Linked DNA regions of Bombyx mori: region 2 is linked to region 1. A link is a contact called in public Hi-C data. All regions are on one chromosome and are shown on one strand. Each heading gives the region's core, a stretch centred on a gene start, on an enhancer-like site or on the middle of the called end of the contact. The rest is flanking DNA. Distances are from core to core; before and after follow the strand shown.

Region 1 (3,922 bases), core at 640-3,139:
CAAATTCTCACACATTTATACATACATATGTATGTATATACATGCCCTCGAATATATGTACTAAAATTAGTGAATCATAAATATATACATTAATTATTTCTGTTTATTTCTAAATTGTAAATTATGTATGTAGTTAACGGAAGTAACGAGCCATTCTCATTACAAAATTATTCACCGGGAAGACTCAAATGCATCTCTTAAAAAATATATTTTATTTTACTTTTATTATGTAATAATTTCTAACGTTTTACAGATATGATTTACGAAAAAAACTACGGTCGAATCCGTATATGAGTACAATTTTTACATAAGTATACTATAAAGCTACAGCTTCAAATCAAAGCTTGTAGGTAAATAAACATCAGTGACCCGAAGACTCAGTGCAAACTAGAACAAATCGTTCACATAATGCCTGCATCCATACATTCCCTCTAAGTAGGAAACAGTGTAGAGTATTATTATCTTGATATATATACTTCTTTGAGCGAACAAAATTGATTTCTAATAGAAAAGGTAGCTACCATTTGCCGATTTGTGCTGCAAAGTAATCAGGCATTCCATTTTGAAGCGAAAAGTAACTGTTTGCTATAGCAGTTGTTTTATTCTTCAAACTTGACCGGGTTACTGTTACGTGGCTAAAATAGATAGTACCTACCCGTGCATAGTCACAAAACGTCCTACCACTGATTGATTGATTATATATATTTTTAGGATTTGATTTTTATTTTACGTTATTATTCCTTTGTCGTGTAAGTTATTCTTGATCATGCGTTAATTACGTATTGTTTGATTAGAAAAAAAAAAATGGTATCCGTTTGTGAGATTTGAACATTGGCACAGTCGCATTGCTCGATACGAGAACACCAGGCGCCTTATCCTTTAAGCCGCGATAACTTCGTAAATGGTTACTATTTATAGCAGCATTGTTCAGAGCGTTCACACGATTTCAATACACCTATTTTATTTCTTAGAGCTCTATCACTAGGCGTTGGGTAGTGAAACATTTCGGGCTTTAGCACAACCTATTATTTCTGCTTGGTCTGGCTAAGCTCGTAACTGGGACAGGGTGACGTCAATCCTTAAATGTCACCTACGTAAACCAACCTTTACTTGTGTGTACTTTTACAGTTAATATTGGCGTATCAGGTTTACTATTCTTATTCTAAATTTAAAAAAATTGTCTCAATTTTTTTTACGAATCTTATACCTTTAAACTAGCAATTCTTGTATAGATATGCATATAATTGTTGGAGCCGTTTCCGAGATTCAGATTATATATATATATATATAAACGGCTCCAACGGAAACGGCTCCAACAATTTTCATAAAATTTAGTATAGAGGGGATTTCGGGGGCGATAAATCGATCTAGCTACGAATTATTTTCAGAAAATGTTGTTTTAATCGTGTTTTCAATTTTCAACTTTATCGATTGACTCTTCCCAACATCTATTGGTGAATAATAATACTATTAAGCTATTTCAGCAGATGGCGTTGTTAAGCCACCCGAAGCCAATGAGTGTTTGCTTTAAGGTTAGACCAAGAAAATGAATTGTTTATTTATATTATTTGTGTCTTTTTCATATAAAATATAAAAAAAATACCGAGCTAAGCTCGGTCATCGTCTAGTTTGTATAATAAGAGATAAATAATTTTACTCTTTTTTTAAGAATAGGGACACGATTTTTAGTAAGATGATGAAGTCACAATGAGATGAGTAGGTTCAAACAAGACTAAAGCTAAAGCTAAAATAACAAAGCTAACATTATAATATTAAATCCATATGTAAAATCTCAGAACTAATCTAAAGAGGTTTCATCTCGGTAATGCTCCAAGTTTGCACGTAGTGCTTAACGTAGCAAACAGCGTAGCGTCGTAGACACCGTAGCAATGTACCGTAGAGTTGCTACGAGATTTATGTAGCGGCAAGTTGTGTACGTGCTAACGACTGTAGGATTTTTTGTATGAAATAATACTTTGAGTAAGTTTTAAGGAACAATAAAATTACATTTTTGTAGCTTAAAGTACCTTAAATAGAGAGAATTGCTCTCGGCTATTTTTTAAATCTCAGTAACAAGTTTAATGTAAAATTTGTATTTTTTTAAAAGTATCATGTACCTTTGTCGGTCGGTGACTAGATTTATAGCAAAAAACAATCAAACAACAAATATGCTATGAAGCGTACATTAGTTCATCAATATACATATTATGTTAGAAGATTTAAAATATGGATAGTATTTTTTTGTAAATATTCACTTGATACGCATTCAGGAACTACTAGTGTAACGACTGAGACAATATAATAAACTCGCATACAATCAATACATGCCACATGTGAGTTTACATTTCTACCGTTTGAAGTACCGAGTATTAACTAGCTGTAAGTGAAATTTGTTGAATTCGAATCTCAATAAAATCTTGATGACAGTGTATTTTTTTTAATACATATAATGTACTAATTTAATCAATCGGGCGATCAATATTTAATTAATTTAATAACTGGTGGTAGGTCCTCTTTTGAGACCTCGCGGGTAGGCATCACCATCCCACCTATGTCTGCGGCGAAGCAGTAATGCTTTCTAATTTAAAGGGCGGGGCAGTCATTGTATATGTGACGGAATTTAAGTTGTTGATGTCTATGGGCTTCAGTAACGAATTTAACCGAGATAAGCCGTGGAGCTAGATCGTAGGCCGAGATAAAATTAATGTGACAGGACACTCAGAAATATTTAGGGAATAGCTTAAATAATTTTAAAATTAGTAATCGTTAAAGCAGAGAAGGTACGGTTAATTTTGATATTGAACTCTGCATAGGAAGGTCATATTACATTTGTTCTGAAAATAAGTTGGTTGCTAATCGTCTTTCGAATCATGAATATCTAGAAGACCCTATAAAGATTTTCTCTAGATTAATGAATAAAATCATTAAAAAAGTGGTGTACATAATCCCGTAATGTTTCAAATAATATTCAATTTGAGTCACTCAAACAAATTTCATTTAAATATAATATACCTTATTAAATTGAAATGTATCTTTTTTTAGAATTAGCCGTTTGATAATTAAAACTTAGAAAACCGGGATACATTGTTAAGACTTTTAAAGTTAATTCACTATAGGACATTTTAATATACACCCCGTTCTTCATCTTTTCAATCGTGTCACTCTTGATAGAGTGGTCGTGTGATGTCAACATTTCATTGAATTGCATACATAACGGAAAACAGTACAAAGGACGATTGAAAAGGCAATTAAAAAAAGCGAGGTAATATCGTAAATGTGGTATAATTTTGTCTATGACTCGCGAATGCCGAAGACAATCTTAAGAGCCTAATAATAAGAAATATTTTTATTACAACTCAATGTACTATATTTTTTTTTGTAAAAGGAAAAGTAAGCTTAGATGGTAAACAAATATTATTAACGTTATCATTGTGTATCTTATTCTTATACCTTTAAACGAGTAATTCTTGTAAATATATATAAACTGAACCTCGGAAACGGCTCTAACGATTTTCATAAAATTTAGTATACGGGGGATTTCGGGGGCGATAAATCGATCTACCTACGATTTAATTTCAGAAAATGTTGTTTTATTCGTGTTTTCAATAATCAACTCTTCCCGACATCTATTGGCGAATAATAATACTATTTTTCTTAATTGAGGGCAACTAACCGCTTTAAAGACACAACAAGATGGCGTTATCAAAAACAAAACCGGTCATCATCTAGTTTCAAATTAAATGAAGTTTTGAATTGAAAATATTATCAACCACTTGATACCTCTCGGACATTTTAGCTTGAAAGGTGTTAAATAACTACACTACAAATTCCGTACGTATATAATTACGTTCCGTGAGTATATCTAAATTACATATTTTAATTGCATTCTACCACGATACAACAGAACCGATTATTTCACGTG
Region 2 (3,922 bases), core at 763-3,262, 210 kb before region 1:
TTTAAAATGATAAGATTCATTCGGAAAAGGTGAGCGTTGAGTTAACTGGGAAAAAGAAGAAAAAAAATGATATTGATACCCAAATAATATTTATTTATGTTTGATGGTGCTTTTAGGTACCTCAAGCACCGGTCATCGTTCTCATCGAACCCGCCACTTGCGACGAAGGGCTCGACGAGTAAATTAACCCTCAGACACAGCCCACTGAGTTTCTCGCCGGATCTTTTTGGTGGATCGCGTTTCCGATCCGGTGGTAGATTTTGCGAAGCACGGCTCTTGCTAGGGTTCGTGTTAGCAACGTCATCAGATTTGAGCCCCGTGAGCTCACCTACTAGTTAAGGCGACGCTGATATAGCCTCTCAAGGCTATCAGCTTTGGGAGGAAAAAAAAAGAAGTTTGATTATAAGATAGCTATATAATAGGATAGCAAAGAATAATATTAGTGTTATTATTATGTCGTATACGATTATACAATACGATACGATCTAGGTATTAAAGTTTATATTGACATTAATTTATGAATGACGTGCGGATTGAATCGATCGATTTGGAATTTTTATTCTGATCTAACATGCCTTTGTCGATGTTTAGAGTATATATTATAAATAATACTAACTGTAACTATAGGAGTAATTGGTCCGTTTGATAAATCCTGTATTCATCCTTTTAACTTATAATATATAAGATAAATCCTAAGATGATTACAAATCTGGAAATAATTACATAAAGGTTTTTTCAAACTTTTACAAATACGTAATACATTCCGCCTTTGGAAGTACATCTACAGTTATACTGGATACATATTTATGCAAACGGTATATTTCCGTACGTTTTTACATACTGTTGTTATTGTTGGAAGCGAGTTTGACGGCCAATTCTTTTATTCACAAATAGGAATCACTGAGTTGATATTGGATGTATTATGCAGAGATAGTTTCCGGGTAACGTTGAGGAAATATCAAACGATCTTGGAACATGAGCGTACCGAGATTATTTTAAAGTTTATATACATTCTTATTTCTTGACGATAATTTCGAATTAATAAACATAATCTCTTCTATTACGACACTAGGGTAACGGATAAGGTATGAAATGATGTAATTTAAAACAGATTTTTCTAAATTTAATGTTAGTGTTACTTTCAAATATTCTATTGTACTAATAAACATAATTTTAATAAGCCATTATTCGGGATGTACGGAGCACTAATTCGTTCCATATAAGATTGCTTTTTGTACTTAAAACAAACGCAAGTTGTATGCGCAACTGTTGTAATGTTGTGCAATATTGTATATAAATTGTATATAATATTTTTCACTGGTGGTAGGACCTCTTGGGAGTCCGCACGGGTAGGTACCACCACCCCGCCTATTTCCGCCGTGAAGCAGTAATGCGTTTCGGTTCGAAGGGTGGGGTAGCCGTTGTAACTATACTTGAGACCTTAGAACTTGTATCTCAAGGTGGGTGGCGCATTTACGTTGTGGATGTCTATGGGCTCCAGTAACCACTTAACACCAGGTGGGCTGTGAGCTCGTCCACCCATCTAAGCAATAAAAATAAAAAAAATAACCACTTAACACCAGGTGGGCTGTGAGCTCCTCCACCCATCTAAGCAATAAATAAAAAAGAAAAAAATATATATATTTTTCAAATGAAATTTCCGGCTGTTCAATACAATATACGTTTTATTTAACGCTATACTGCTATGAAGTCGTGTTGCTATGACAAAAAAAAAAAATTCCATCATTCATCCATTGTAAATATTGAAGTTCTCCTTTGGGCATAATATTATATAGTTCGCCTCACAAAATCCTTATAAACTGGATCGTGTCTTGATCAGGTGCATCACATACATACATATATGCCGGACCATGTCACTTATTTCCCACTAGTACTACTCCTTAAGGTAACCCAGGTAACTCTTAGACACTTAAAATTGTCCATTAATAATTCAAGCGGTTTGTTTTCGTAGCGTAGAATTAACGCTACGTCGCACGTAGTCATCGAGCTACGTCGTAGACCTACGACGTAGAGCTGCGTCGTAGACCTACGCCGTTATTTACATTGCAAAATGTATTTCGAACAAAAATAGAAGGAAAGCATTTTGTGGGATAACGCTGACCTCGCCGACATAATAACTACAATATTTCTAAAGCCATAAAGGATGTTGCCTTATAAAATCCATCTGGACGGGAGCTCCATCGATTGAAAACGGGCGCGGCGCCAAAACGTCTGGCTGTAAGTAGTCATATATCATGTTTATTATTCCACTAGTGTCAGTACAGTTAAATATTAGGCTCATTTGTGATGAGAACGTACATGGTGCGAACAAGACAGCATGAAATAAATACGGTAATAATAATTTATGTTATTAATTTATCAGAGGTTCTATCTTGACTGATTGTTGAATTGATAGATGTTTAACAACATTTCGGTAAGCCTTTAATATAATATGATGTATTACTATGATTTAGGTTATTTGATAGAAGAATATAATAATCATAATAATAACAATAACCGGATATAAGTCACACACGTTCATCTTGCCCGATAGATTCCCTGTGGAGACTTCAGACTGATATAAAAAGTAATAATAATAATAATATAAATCTTTATTTAACACCACATGTACATAGTAAACATATAAAACAAATAATAGACGCTGACATAAATTGGCGGCCTTATCGCTGAAAGCGATCTCTTCCAGGCAACCTTGCAGGGAGAGGAATAAGCAAGCTAGCGTGGACGGTGCTATATCTTAATAAACTTACATAAAAATATATACTTATATACACATGTGAAAAATAAATACAATACAAGATAGACTTACATACGATTAAATACAAATAAATACTAAAAATATGCAAGTAAATACAAAATATTTACTACTTTTTAAACTATTATATGTATGTATGTATGTATATGTGTATATATATTATACGTTTACGCTTATTTATGGTATGTATATATTTTTGTGTATGTATTTGTAATTTAATATAAATTTCATTGCACCTAGCACTCTGCACTACCTTTGGTTGACTAGTAAAGAATGACTTGCCATTAAGTCCGCCAGTATAAATTTTACATGAAGTGAAATAAATAAATAAATATAGATTTTTATATATATTTAAATATATGCATACGTAAGTATATATTAAACATTCAAACAAAGAGCAAATAAGCTTGTTCATGAGGTAACGACAAAGGCAGTCTTTTAACGAAGGAGTGATATTGTTCGTCGGACCGGCGGTCCCAATGTTGTTGTTCGCGACTTGTAATATATCGCTAGTGAGATTCAGGCATCTGTCAAATATTTTATGTACTATGATGACTCCCGTCATAAATAAGTGATAGTATTTTATATGAAATAAGAAAGCCTTTTATTTCACCCCAAAAAAAAAAATACATTTTACATAATCTTATTTATTTTATTTTTAAATTGTTAGGTACTAGTCTATTATTTTTATTTAATTACTTTGGATTGATTTATTTTCAGTTTAAATTAGCGTGAACCCTTCTGTTTGAGGGTAAAGCCCCCCTCCAAAGATACCCAATAGTCTCTATCTGTGACCTTTTCCATCCACAGTTTACCAGCCGTGCCTTAGATGTCGTTAGCCTATCTGCTTCTAGGTCTTCCTTTTTTCTATTTCTCCGAAGGCCTGGCCATGACTTCAGCCGAGAAGTCCCATCTATCGTCACTCATTCTTTGCCACGTGGCCTGCCTATCGCCATTTCAAGCTCACAGCATAGCTTAGTGCCTAATATAGCATAATACAGCTTGTTTTTTCTCTTATAGTAGAGCACCGAATTTTTATAATTTAAAAATAATAATTTAAATAATCTTTTTTTTCCGTATTTTAAAAGCAGATACTAATTTCGTTAGAAACATTAGTAAATGCCTGCTGCATTCAAATTCTGTCAA

What was found. A called contact is a pair of places that touch in the nucleus more often than the background predicts.
Region 2: a contact with region 1 is called in a Hi-C map of middle silk gland, with 2.0 times the contacts expected there. The contact joins two enhancer-like sites. A contact is called at or near these places in 2 of 7 Hi-C or Micro-C datasets (middle silk gland and whole pupa).

Annotation. Positions count from the first base shown.
Region 1 is chr17:11,767,273-11,771,194 of ASM3026992v2, reverse strand. The region is part of intron 3 of LOC105842471; the gene reads left to right. Among protein-coding and RNA genes, the nearest start is that of LOC101746544, 50 kb to the right of the region's middle. Within about 2 kb of position 1,889, at least 1 of the 8 cell types and tissues checked has open chromatin away from gene starts, as enhancers often do.
Region 2 is chr17:11,975,106-11,979,027 of ASM3026992v2, reverse strand. The region is part of intron 2 of LOC105842473; the gene reads right to left. Among protein-coding and RNA genes, the nearest start is that of Mir3208, 12 kb to the left of the region's middle. Within about 2 kb of position 2,012, at least 3 of the 8 cell types and tissues checked have open chromatin away from gene starts, as enhancers often do.